Regions from separate parts of the Mus musculus genome. Here region 1 is linked to region 2. The links are chromatin contacts, called in public Hi-C maps. All regions are on one chromosome and are shown on one strand. Each heading gives the region's core, a stretch centred on a gene start, on an enhancer-like site or on the middle of the called end of the contact. The rest is flanking DNA. Distances are from core to core; before and after follow the strand shown. Region 1 has its middle 290 kb from the start of Gm11351. Region 2 overlaps Dcdc2a (doublecortin domain containing 2a).

Region 1 (6,871 bases), core at 1,182-3,681, 490 kb after region 2:
ATTAGGTTCCTAGCACCCAGTTCACTGGCTCAAAACTGGCTGTACCTTCAACTTCATGGAATCCATCACCAACTTCTGGCCTCCAAAAGAGCTAGCAAATGTAACACACACACACACACACACACACACACACACACACACACAGAGAGAGAGAGAGAGAGAGAGAGAGAGAGAGAGAGAGAGAGAGAGAGACTAAAAACCATTAACCACATAACCACAAATACCATAAAGGACATAAAAATATGACCATATTTTAAATGAAAATTACAATATAATAGAAAGATGTTAAAAGTTATAACCATTTAAAAGAGACAAATATGGTCAATTTTGGAGAAGGTCCCATGAGGTGCTGAGAAGAAGGTATATCCTTTTGTTTTAGGATACTTTGCCCCTTCTTAGAATTGGAAACAATCTCCCATGGAAGGAGTTACAGAGACAAAGTTTGGAGCTGAGACAAAAGGATGGACCATCTAGAGACTGCCATATCCAGGAATCCATCCCATAATTAGCCTCCAAACGATGACCCCATTGCATACACTAGCAAGTGTTTGCTGAAAGGACCCTGATATAGCTGTCTCTTGTAAGACTAGGCCGGGGCCTAGCAAACACAGAAGTGGATGCTCACAGTCAGCTATTGGATGGGTCACACAGCCCCCAATGGAGGAGCTAGAGAAAGTAACCAAGGAGCTAAAGAGATCTGCAACCCTGTAGGTGCAACAACATTGTGAACTAACTAGTACCCCGGAGCTCTTGACTCTAGCTGCATATGTATCAAAAGATGGCCTAGTCGGCCCTCACTGGAAAGAGAGGCCCATTGGACACACAAACTTTATATGCCCCAGTACAGGGGAATACCAGGGCCAAAAAGTGGGAATGAGTGGTTAGGGGACTGGGGAGGGGAGGGTTTGGGGGACTTTTGGGATAGAATTGGAAATGTAATTGAGAAAAATATGTAATAAAAAATTGGAAAAAAACAAAAGAAAAAAAAAGAGACAAATATACTAGAACATCAAAACTGAGAAAATAATAAACATTTCTGTAGGAAAAAGGATGTAAAACTTCTGGCGGGTACTGAGAAGATCATGATGGGTACTGAGAAGGTCCTGGTGGGTACTGAGAAGACCTTAGTTGGTACTGAGAAGGCCCTGGTGGGTACTGTGGAGGTCATATGAACCACCAGAGTGAGTATGTGATCATCTGGGTAAAGCAGACAATGGATTCAAGTTCCAGATTTTTTGCTTGGACTTCTGTGGTCATGGGAAATCTTAGTGTCTGTTTAGGCAGGAGAATAATCTTCCTTATGTACCTCATGGTGTTTTAGAACCTAGCCAATAATGATAGTGATGGAATTTTGAAACTAGTAATAATGAAACATGATGCAAATTTCCATGCATGACATGAATATTAACATACCCTGTCATTCTCATTGTGCTTTCTAGCAGTAAGGATGACAAAATGAAATCATGACAGTCTTTAATATTAACCACCTTCTCCCGGCAAATATATCAGTTTGTTAGGGCACAGATATGAAATGCTCTTATAATAGATGTTAATATTAGGCCTGGACATGGTAGCAATGAGGCCCTAACTAGACATGCCATTGTTGTGTAGCAGTGGCCTTGTAAGTGAAATATTCCATCCTGGAGGAAAGCTCATTTAGGTCTAAAATGAGCCCCCATAAGACACAGGAAGTTTAAATTTCTAAAGAGAGGTAGGTTATGATGCTGCAAGTAAACAATACAGAAGTCTCAGGAAGTCCCAGAAACTTGTTATATGTGCAAGGCTATATTAGCAATAAAGGGTGCCAAGGAAAGAAGAATTTGTATCCTGCTGAGCTACCTACAAATCATGCAAAGAGTCCCAGGTTTCATGTTTTCATGAGCTGTCACCCCATGCTGGGTGCATAGCTGACTTTGAGTCATCCTTGGTCCTGTAGGTAATCTCTCACACACACTCTTGGGACTGACCCTAATGAAATCATTGGTTCACCAAGTTGGACTTTTATGCTATCATTACCTTGCTCTGTCATCAATACTTTATCTGGACTGAGTAAATACTCATTTGCATCTCCCTCAAAATAGTGTCACATGAAAGGGGCAACCAATCCTGTCTCCTTAAGCGTCTACATCTCAAATAATGGCCCTCATCCTGAAAGTACTCCCCCCCCCCTTTAAACTTGGGTTTCTAGTTTGAATTTACTAATCTTTTTCTCTCTGGGGAAATTATATTTTCTAAAAATACTGACTAGTTTTCTGCCATTTGCTGCTGTGTAGCTACTCAACATTTCACATTACTAGTGCCTTTGGGTGATAAGCTCTTAGGAACAAGAGCTACTCTTTATTTTTGCAGAAGGTGCCCTACTTTTGTGCACTGAATATAGAACTCTTGCAAAACTGTATTCTAGAAACAGGAACTCAGGATAGAAATAACCCCATCCTTCTCAGGAGAGCGTGACTGTGGTAGTGAGTTTGGAAGGATATAAAATTAGATTGTTGCTAAGGAGAGCTCAACTACATTTCCTATTTAATCTTTGACTTTTCCCATGACCTGTGGGGAAAAACATTCCCACCCTGCATACCGAAGGGCACATTGATTCATTCTGCTGATTATTCAGTGCAAAATTTTATTGCTTAAACAGCTATGACAGAGAATGGATCTCTTCTTACTCATTAACATGAATATTCACCAGAATTCAGCTATGAATGTCACCAACAGGATGCAAAATTTTCATCTCATAGTCCACATGACCTGCCTGTGACTCAAATATTCATTTAAAATGTTCTGAAATTCAGTTTGAAACTTTTTTGGACTTATTCAAAATACATCATACAAGTTCCAAAAGTGTATTTGATATCATCTACATTAGCAACTACTCAATAGAAATTCATGAACAAGAATTTAATGACAGATCATAAGAACGTCACAAAGTCCTTTGATATCTCATTGGCATGTGTAGAAAAAATTGCATATCAAGTCATGTGTATTGTCACTTCAACACATGCTAATTTCTAGCTTTAATGAAATACTATGACCAAAGCATCTCACAGAAAAGACAATTCATTATGGACTTGGTGTTCCAGGAGATTAAAACAAAGATATCAGAGCAGAGGCAGTAAGTGACAAGTGATGCTGAGGGCTCAAATCTTGAACCACAAACAAGAAACAGAGAGACCTCATTTGACATGGCATGAATGTTTTGAAAGCTCAAAACCAACCTTGGTAATGTAATTCCTCTATCAAGCCCACACCATTAAGCCTATCCAAACATCCACCAATTGGGAACCATATCAAATGTCCTAGATTTATGGTTCTCATCTCATTAAAACCATCACACTATCCTTCTTGCCTTTGTAGTTTTTCATTTGTTTTCATTGTTTAACCTTTCCACCCCATTTTTTGAAGGTCTTCTTTCTTTTCCTTTGGTATATTGTGCATATGTGGATGTGTGGGTAGAGATGGAATGCACTGGAGAGGAGGGGCCAGAGGAGAAGGTTGAGTGTCTTCCTCTGTTGCTTTCTATTCATTCTTTTCAGACAGTCCCTCAGTGAAATGAAGGTTCAGAGCTGGCTAGACCGGAAGATGCTGGATATGCCTTGCCTCTGGCCCTTGGTGCTGGGATTATAGGTGTGTTCAGACATGTCTGAGCTTTTATATTATGCACATTATAAATATTTTCCTTATGAATGCATAGTTCTCATACTCACTGAACTAACCTATCTTCTCAGATCCTCCCACTATTTGAAACTTGGGGTGTTTTACAGCACTCAGATTGTTAGTGCTTCTGTTTATATTTGAATTCTCTTATATGGCTATGTAATTATAAATGCATATAACACATGAAACATAGTCCATAAGCACAGTCATACAGAAGACTATCAGTATCTATCTATGCTTCTATCTATTTGTTTATTTTTACCTTGTATCCAAGAAAACATTGAAGTTGGCTCTTTGGTATATAGTCCTCACTGGAATCTCAGAGGCAATTGAACTATTTGACACTAACTGCTTTGGAACGATAAATAACTTCAGGATAGGTGTTTGAGTTGGGTTTGTAAGCCATGAATATTTCTAAGTTTAATGTGTTGAATTCCTGTCTAGACCTTCATATTATTAGCATTTCCATCACAGATCAGCCAGAAAGGACAACAGGAAAAACCTCCAACTGAAGTCCTCGTGCAGCCTCAACAGTGAAGGGCCAGATTTCAGGATGGCAGGTCCTTGTGTAGCCCAAAATGCATTCTTCCTCAATTAGAAACCTTCCTTTTTCAGGAATAAGAGTCATATTTGAGAAGTCAGTATTTGAGACTGCATATTTGTCCCAAAATGCAAAGCTCACTGAGAGAGCCATTATTTTTTATTCTGAAGAGAATCGTAACCATGCTTTAGAAATTGGATAAAACCATCTACGGGTCTTCATTACATTTTTGCCAAATCTGCCCCAGGTTATCTAATGCCCAGGAGTCATGACCTCAGAAGCACTTGCCAAGCACTGGCTTCTGAATCACTTTTTGTCACTTCTTATTTGATTGAGTACCTATGCTCATGAACATACATGAAAGAGCTGTCAGCAATGATCATCCCACTCCATCCAGGCATACTAGACTCATCTTATAACCCAAACAACCTACACACTATCCAGTGACAGGTTATTGAATGTAATACAGCAATTTCTCCATCATTCATTGGAACTGAGAGAAATCTAGAGGAAGTGACTTCCAGTAGAACAGATTTTGTGGAAGCCGAATATACCTTTCAAAGTATATAGTTCACAATGTACCCTGGATTAGAAACAGCAAGCAATTGACTTTGGATGATCATTGCAACACTAATTACGAAGGATTTAAAGATGTTCACATCACACTGGTCCAAATTTAAAACAGTTTCTCCCTCTTGCTGATGAGCCCCAGCTGTGGTAGTAAAGAGCTTGGGATTTGTAGTTACATTATAGTATTTGGCAAAGACACTTTTTAGTGTCTAGGCAAAAAAAAAAAAAAAAAAAAAATCTGCTGTGTTGGAGATTCGTCCTCTTTCCTTTTAGTTTGTCTTCTTTGATATCAGAAAGATCATGTTCATCTTCCCAGCTCTTCATTGCAGTACTGATGGCAAAGGCCATACCTACAGCAGTGCTTTACGAGAATTTCCAGAACTTTAACAAAATGCTTCAGACAAGTAACATAAAAGGAGAAAAGATTTCCTGCCCAAAACAATAGATGGGATTGCTATTGTCTCTGGCTGCCTACTACAACCTGGAGGTAAGATCTTATTGCTAATGGCTTCACACACACTGGGCACTAGACATGGAGGAATCAAGCTGCCTAGAAGCCTCCTGTGTAAGGACTAGCTCTAAGATAAGCTTCCAAAGGAGAAAGTATACAATTTTCTTACCGAGCTGTCACACCTACAAACCAAAACATTGTTCATCATGGCAAAATATTCCCAATTATGCAATAGTGGCACTTATGTCACTTAGACTAAAACCTAATCAGTAGGAGGAAATTCATGTCTGGTACCTTAAACTTGGCAATTACCAGAGTCTGGAGGGTCATGAAACCTATAAGAGAAACTCTATCTCCATGTTCCTAAGCCAGTATAAATCCTAAGTGCATAGTAAATATTTATTTTTATCTGCACAGAGAAGTATAGTTTACACCTCTCACCAAAGAAGCTTCTTGCTGTTGCTGCTGCTGCTGTTGCTGTTGCTGTTGCTGCTGTTGCTGCTGTTGCTGCTGCTGCTGTTGCTGTTGCTGTTGCTGCTGTTGCTGCTGCTGCTGCTGTTGCTGTTGCTGCTGCTGCTGCTGTTGCTGTTGCTGTTGCTGCTGTTGCTGCTGTTGCTGCTGCTGCTGTTGCTGTTGCTGTTGCTGCTGTTGCTGCTGCTGCTGCTGTTGCTGTTGCTGCTGCTGCTGCTGCTGTTGCTGTTGCTGCTGTTGCTGCTGTTGCTGCTGCTGCTGCTGTTGCTGTTGCTGCTGTTGCTGCTGTTGCCTTTGTTGTTGTTGTTGTTCTTCTTCTTCTTCTTCCTCTTCTTCTTCTTCTTCTTCTTCTTCTTCTTCTTCTTCTTCTTCTTCTTCTTCTTCTTCTTCTTCTTCTTCTTCTTCCGAAGTTCATAACTTACAGAAATATACAGTTCTCTGATAGAGAACTGCAGAGAACAAATGGCTGAAGGTACCCAACCTGACGTGGTATATCTTCAATACAACTAAAACATTTGAGAAGAGGTGGGAAAATTATTGCCCATGGGACTAGGAGCTCTGCTTCGAGGTAGCACTAGTGTCTTTTATATAGGACAGGGCATTTTCATTCATGAAGTCACAAAAGTTTGGTCCCATAAAACAAAACCTACTCAATGGCACTACTAGTTAACAACATTCCAGCGTGGGTGGAAGAAATCTCATAAGGCTCCAAACCTTTGTACAATATATATATTTACTCAATACTACTGAGAGACACAGAGAGAGAGATAGAGAGAGAGAGACAAAGAGACAGAGAGACAAAGAGACAGAGAGAGACAAAGAGAGATATTAATCTTTTTCAGGGATGAACTTTCTGATAGGTCATTCATTTCCAACTTGTTAGCTCTAGATACATACAGATAGAACAACACTAAATTGATTATGTATACATATATATTTACATATACATATATATACACACATATGTGTGTGTATGTATGAATGTATGTATATATGTTTGATTGGATGGCGGGCCATGAGAGATACTGGAGAGGAAAAGGGAGGAGATAATGATGCAAATATAGTATATTCATGTATAAAATTATCAAATATTGTTAAAAACAGACACGAGTTTTGACTGCTGTCTCAGGTAGCCTACAATCAGCATGTCCTGCATTTGGTAAACTGGAGATTATCTCACACAC
Region 2 (6,587 bases), core at 3,579-6,078:
CACACACTGTAAGGTGGCCTCAGTTTCCCTGTATTCTGATGTGGGCATCTGGCAGGGATGATGACTGTTTAAGCTTTGACGTAATAATTCATCCATCCCAGTCAAGGTTGCACTTCAATCTTTTTGATCCTCTCTATTCCTCTTGACCCCATCTCTGTTCACATGCTATACTACCAAGTGTGACCAGCCTGGGAGAAAGGCCTGTTAGGACAGAGAATGAAACGAGTGTGGTTGGCTCCTCACATGTACAAGCATAACTCAGTGTCCAATCATTTTTCCAACAATCTTTTTTTGATGTCTGTGCTGGGTTCTGTTCATCGATGGAGGCAGAAGTGATTGAGCTGGACACACCCTGCTCTCCGCTTTGGGAGGAAGTGGAGGACAGGAAGTTGGCAAATCAATGAGCACCAGGCAGAGCACAAGAAGGAGACCCTGTGTTCTGGCTGCGGGCATCGCAGTGAAGGATGCTTCTCCGAGAACAGAATGGCAAGGCATACTCATCAAGTGAAGAGGGACAGAGGGTGTGGGAGGTACAAAGCCACATGATGGTAGTGGGGTTTCTGTTGGGGACAGAATGAAGGGTCAGTGTGTGTGTGTACAGGAAAGGGAATCAGTATGACATGCTCGTACACAGCTCAGCTGCCCAATCCCAATAAAAATATTTATTTTATTTATTTAGTGTATGCAAGTACACTATAGCTGTCTTCAGACACACCAGAAGGGGACATCGGACCCCATTACAGATGGTTGTGAGCCACCATGTGGTTGCTGGGAATTGAACTTGAGACCTTTGGAAGAGCAGTCAGTGCTCTTAACCGCTGAGCCATAGCTCCAGCCTTCCAATCCCAATTCTTTACACCACGGTGAGAAATTTGTGTTCTAAGGTGTGACGGAAGGGTGTTGGAGGGTTTCCAGGCTGTGGGATGAATTAAATAGTGTGTGTGTGTGTGTGTGTGTGTGTGTGTGTGTGTGTGTGTGTGTGTGTCTGTGTAGAGGCCAGAGAGTAACCTCTGGTGTCTTCACCATTTCACAAGAGTTTCCCACCTTGTTTTTTGAGACAGGGTCTCTCACTGAATCTGGAGCTCACTGATTTGGCTAACTAGCTGGGTAGTGAGCCCTGGGGCACCTCTAGGATCTGCCACACATGGCTGCTGCTATTGTCTCCCCCCTCCGTCTTCCCCTCCCGCTTCCCTTACCCTTCCCCCTTCGATTCCCCCTCCCCTTCCCCCTCCTCTTCCCCTTCCTGATTATCTGTTTAACATGGGTGCTGGAGTGTGGTCTTAGATCCTTGTGCTTGTGTAAACTGAGCCATGTCTCAAGCCCAAATCAAATAATTTTTATTTTAGTCTTTTAATTAAAACTTTATTTTGGAGAACTTGTATAACAAAACAAAACAAAACAAAACAAAACAAAACAAAAACACCCTCATGCCATGAGATTAGCAAAACTCAAAGTGTACACAGGTCAGTGAAGTTCTGTATAGGTAGAATGGCCATTCTGACATCATGGGACTTGGGTTTGTATGATACACTTTCATTACCAGTTACATTGTGATGTACGTATCCACCTCTCCCTGTGCCCTCCCCCCCCACATGAGACAAATCTACAGCAGAGTTAGAACTAGACCAGTATTGAGTTTGACTTCCCTGTTGTGACATGTCTTCCCCTGCACTCCATTCGTGGCTTCTAGTGTTGCCTCTCTCTTGGACCTCTGGTCATCAGGATTCTGACTGACAGCTTCAAAGGGGACCTCTCACGCCTGTCAGCCCAGAAGGGAAGATTCATTTAAGCCACAAGGAGAACAGGGTTTAAACAGGGTAGAAGTGGCTGGAAGAGAGAAACAGCAGGAGGGGAGCTTTGATTAGGGAAATAAATACGGGAGAAAAGTGAGGAGGTTAAATAGCAATAAAGATATCTGAAAAAGTCACAATGTGTCATAGTATTGTTTATTTACCTAAATTTTCACAGAACACATATAAAATATGTATATGTATGTGTATGTGCACGTGTGTGTGTGTGTGTGTGTGTGTGTGTGTTTACTTTTACTTTCGAAGACAACATGAATGCCCCATCTTCCCCACAGGTACATGCACACTGAAATTCTTTTACAGATAACATTTGTAGACCAGTTTGATGTTTACATATTACTTATATTATTTGGTACTGTCAGTTTAGCTTGACAAACATTTTCTCAAACCTATTGTTTGAAGGCAGCCATTGTGGCACTAGGACTTGCAAAGACAAAAGCAGTGGCCTCCACCTGAAGGATTTGTAGAACATCAGGGACCAAAACAGAGTAAGGAATAGAAGCTGATAAACAAAACAATGATTTATGAATAAAGACTGTGAGATGATGGGTTCCTGGGAGGGAATAAATAACTGGTTCTGTTCGGCTCTGTGGTCAGGAGTGGCACTGGAAGTGATCTTTATAGAGTATTAACATTGGATGTGATTTGAACTGAGGGTTAGATGATACCAGGACTTCTGTATGGACAAGAGAGAGAACATGAAGTGGACATGGTGATGTAGGCTATGAAACAATCCAGGCACACCCTACTGATGTACATCGTCTAGGACAGGAGATGAAGCTTTGGCAGATGTAGGGGAGGCTCTGTCAATGGAGTGCAAAGTAGGAGAGATACATAAGATGAGGGCCAAGGATACAGGATGGTCCAGTAGGAGAGATACATAAGATGAGGGCCAAGGATACAGGATGGTCCAGTAGGAGAGATACATAAGATGGGGGCCAAGGATACAGGATGGTCCAGTAGGAGAAATACATAAGATGGGGGCCAAGGATACAGGATGGTCCAGTAGGAGAGATACATAAGATGAGGGCCAAAGATACAGGATAGTCCTGCAGGCATGATTAACTAGATGGTAAGAGATGGGGTGGGAAGGGAGATAGCAAGGTGAGATTTCCTTAACCAGGAGGCAGGAGGGGAATCCAATTAGATACTGCAGAGGGAGATGGTACAGTTGCATCCTGTGCTCGGAGAGAACAGTGTGGAAAGGAACAAAACACCCACAAAGTGTCTGGAGCAGCGGCACGTGAGGAGGGGGCATCAACAGGAAGGGATTGACATGTGAGAAGAAGAGTAAGCCTGGAGCTTGCTTTTCGCCTTACTTTCAATAAATGCTCACTGTGAACTTACTGTGTACAGTGCTCTAGGCTTACTCTTAGAAAACAAGAATCAGAAGCGAGATATTTGCTTCTGCTGTGTACACAGAGAGGGAGATAGCACTTGCCTGTGGGTCCTCCTCTACCAGGGGCTGAACCTCTACAATCTGCTTCCTAATTCCAGAGTGGCGTTTCTTTACTAATCTCAATGCAGTTAGACATCAATCAACTTCTTACAATGTCTCCTATCTGTTTCAAGATCCGATCTGCATTAGCAATTATGGCACAGTCTCGCCATACTTTTAATGTTTTCAAGGAACACTTAATGTCTTGATAAGTGCTCATGATATAATTTTAAAGTACTTAGTGACTTATACATTTCAAGTTTTATTTGTTTGAGAGGGAGAGAGAGAGAGGAGAGAGGAGAAGACAAGGAAGAAAAAGGGGAGTAAGAGGAGGAGGGTGTTGGAAAATGTTGGCAATTGCTGTCTCTGGACCATGAGGTATCGGAAGGGATTTATTTCCTTCATCGTCTAACTTTCCCAAACTGTATACATGTTATAGCAAGACGAATAACAACACTACTTTTAAGAAATGCATGTTCCCTAAGAATGTATAGCACCACCACCTTAGTAACATTTATAATGAGAATGAATTAGCATCCCAGTGGGCTCTTCCCTCTGCTACTGGTTTTGGTTTCAGTTGAGCCTGGTAGACATTTCACTCCACTCCAGCCCTCTTCCCTAATGCCAGAGGAAACAGTTCAGCTGCTGCCCTCTTACCTATGAGACCCCTGACCTCTGAGCAACTTTGCACTGTTCAGTGTCTCTCACTTTGTTGGGCTGTAAGCAGCCACAGGGAGCAGATTACATCAGTGTGAGTGCTCTACAGCGTGAGTGCACTGACCTACATCCCAGTCTAGGAACTAAGTCTCATTCATGTCTTACACTACAGTGTTGGTGTCTTATGTATGGTTATTCCTCAACAAATGTAAACATACATTTTGCATATAGTTAAGATTGACCTTGGACCTTTAGCAATGTGTGGTGTCATGTGGCATGCATTAAGTAATTTTTCTAACAATCATGCCTTTGTTACAGAAGACAGGATCAGTTTCTAGGCTGCAGGGATAATCAAACACTGGAGTAGCGTAAAGGAGGTAACATTTCCATCCTTGGGGAGCCTTAAAAATTAGGCAAAGAAGACATCTGTGAGGGTGGCTGAAGCACTAAATCTGTCTGGAAGCAAGTAGACAGACAGAATGACAGATGGCTCTAGGATTTGATTACTGGGACTGGAGAAGGGAAGGCCCCCCGAGGGGAGACATTAAAAGTTCTTCAACAGAGATTGCTGCTTTGCAAAGGGAAGCAAGTTACAGGAGCTTAGCTTAAATCCCTAGGGGCTTAGGTCTCTTCTGTTGTCAGAGCTTAAAGCCACAGGTTGTGAAAAATCCTGTAGAAATCTGCAAAGCTAGAGCACGCTGATTTTCCGCAGAAAGTCCACTGTGTGCATGAGCCTGTTGCAATAAAAACACGATTCCCTCCCCTCAATAAAGAGAATCGCTTGCCTACATTATATTGAATGCATAGCAATCTCCAGGGAAATGGAAACTCTTAAATGTATTGTAACACAGGGAACGTTGTCACTGATTGCTGGGTAGGAGGGGACTGGGGTCCAGCCAGGAGGCTTTTCCATCTCTGGCGACTGGCGGCACCAGTCAGCAGCAGTGTGTGAGCAGGCAGCCATTCCAGCAGAGCTCTGCTCTCCTTCCTCTGGCCACAGGACCTCCTCTCAGTTAAAGCATAATGATCGGGGCCCAGGATCTTTAAGAGGAACTGAAATCTACATATCCCTCTTTAGGTATTTTACTGTAATGTCAGCTTTCAGCCACACGATGTCACGATTGGATTTTGTTTTTTTTTTTTTCATATGAGTTTGTCTCCACAGGTGAAGGCATTTTCAAAGCTGGAGCAGAGAGATCTGAAACAAGGGGGGCAGCAGAAGTTCAAGAAGATGAAGACACCCAGGTTGAGGTTCCAGTGGACCAGGTAATCTTCCTGCCTCTAAACATTCACAGAACCCAGCAGTGATGGCCTTGTTACCCCCTCCGGCCCCGACCCCCTACACTCAGGCGCCAAGAGGTCAAATGACTTCTGAGGTATACCAAGTTCTTCTTGGTACTCCTCCAGAAAATACCCACCTGCCTCTCTTCAATGTGGAAGTGGTATGTTCTTAATAAGCAGGACAAAACAGAGGGAGCTGGATGTGAGCCACAAGCTCACAAAGTCCGATTTAAAAACGAAGCACTGGCTGGGAATTTTAATCTTAGGAAAAAGTCATTTTCTAAAAGAAAACGTGTTTTAAAAATGCCATGATAGTCTCTCCTTCAGGGTCTTCAATATTTTTTGTGGTTAGATTTCTCTTCTTCTTTTGTAAAGGAACTGCTCACATAAATAGAACTCAAATGTTTTCTATGTGTGTAGTAATGTCCTTTCCTAGGCCAGGGGGACAGTGGACTTATTTGTGTTACAGGAAGGTATGCTAACAGAAGAAATTAAGACATGTTAATTCTGGCTAACTTCAAGAAGTAAGCCAGTTATCCGTGTGCTTATGTGTGCTCATATGCCCAAGCCCCCCTTGTGTGTGTGTGTGTGTGTGTGTGTGTGTGTGTGTGTGTGTAGGTCAGAGGTAGACACTGAGAGTCTTCTTCAGTTGTTTTCTGTCTTACTTTTGAGACAGGGTTTCTCAGCAAACCTGGAGTTCACTAGTTTGCTTAGACAGCTGGCTGGCAAGCCCTGAGGATCCACCCGTCCCTGCCTTCTCAGCACTGGGTCAAAGATGTGTGCCCTGCTTAGCCTTTCATGTGGGTTCTGGGCATCTGACGTCCTCATGCTTGCTTAGCACGCTCTTACCCACTGAGCCAACTCCCTAGACCCTACCATGCATTTTTTTATTTATAGTAATTCCTTATTAAATTTGAATTATATGAATTACAGCATAGTTCTCTTCCCTTCACTTTTTTATTTTTTACACTGAAAGATCTTGCAGAGTTCATATTAATAATACAGTGAACCTTTGAAAGCCCCACTGTATGTACCAAAATGAGTTCACACATAGGAGTCCACTTGTATTCTAAAGGAGATTATAAATAAGGCAGCAGCCGTCTAACCAAACTATTGTACCTGGTACCATCAGTGTATACATTACATTGCTTTGCTATATCAAGCCTGGCTCCATATTGAAATAGCTTGGAGAACTTAAAAAAAATTGATACCTGTGTCCAAAAGAAATAAATTAATAAAATACTCCCTGTTGCACTTTTTAATATGATCATTACAATTATAACTTGAGGACTGGGGTTCAGTGTGAGACTCTGGAGAAAGGTAGAAGTCACTAGGAATTGCCATGTGTCCTGTGACTATTGTGTGCTATTTCCTTTTCTAAAAGCAAATTTCACAATCAGGCA

What was found. Hi-C and Micro-C count contacts between places; a contact is called where the count stands out from the background.
Region 1: a Hi-C map of cortical neurons shows a contact between it and region 2, with 2.3 times the contacts expected there. The contact joins two enhancer-like sites. A contact is called at or near these places in 3 of 484 Hi-C or Micro-C datasets (cerebral cortex and cortical neurons) and 1 of 115 datasets of contacts at active chromatin or transcription factors (neural progenitor cells).

Annotation. Positions count from the first base shown.
Region 1 is chr13:25,676,025-25,682,895 of GRCm38.p6, forward strand. It overlaps the pseudogene Gm11350. Among named protein-coding and RNA genes, the nearest start is that of Gm11351, 290 kb to the right of the region's middle. Within about 2 kb of position 2,432, at least 10 of the 459 cell types and tissues checked have an H3K27ac peak or open chromatin away from gene starts, as enhancers often do. A contact at or near this core is called in cortical neurons, where this site is marked.
Region 2 is chr13:25,182,608-25,189,194 of GRCm38.p6, forward strand. Dcdc2a (doublecortin domain containing 2a) reads left to right here. Exons shown (of 10, transcript NM_177577.3): 8 at 5,069-5,169. Among named protein-coding and RNA genes, the nearest start is that of Nrsn1, 84 kb to the right of the region's middle. Within about 2 kb of position 4,829, at least 44 of the 459 cell types and tissues checked have an H3K27ac peak or open chromatin away from gene starts, as enhancers often do. A contact at or near this core is called in cortical neurons, where this site is marked.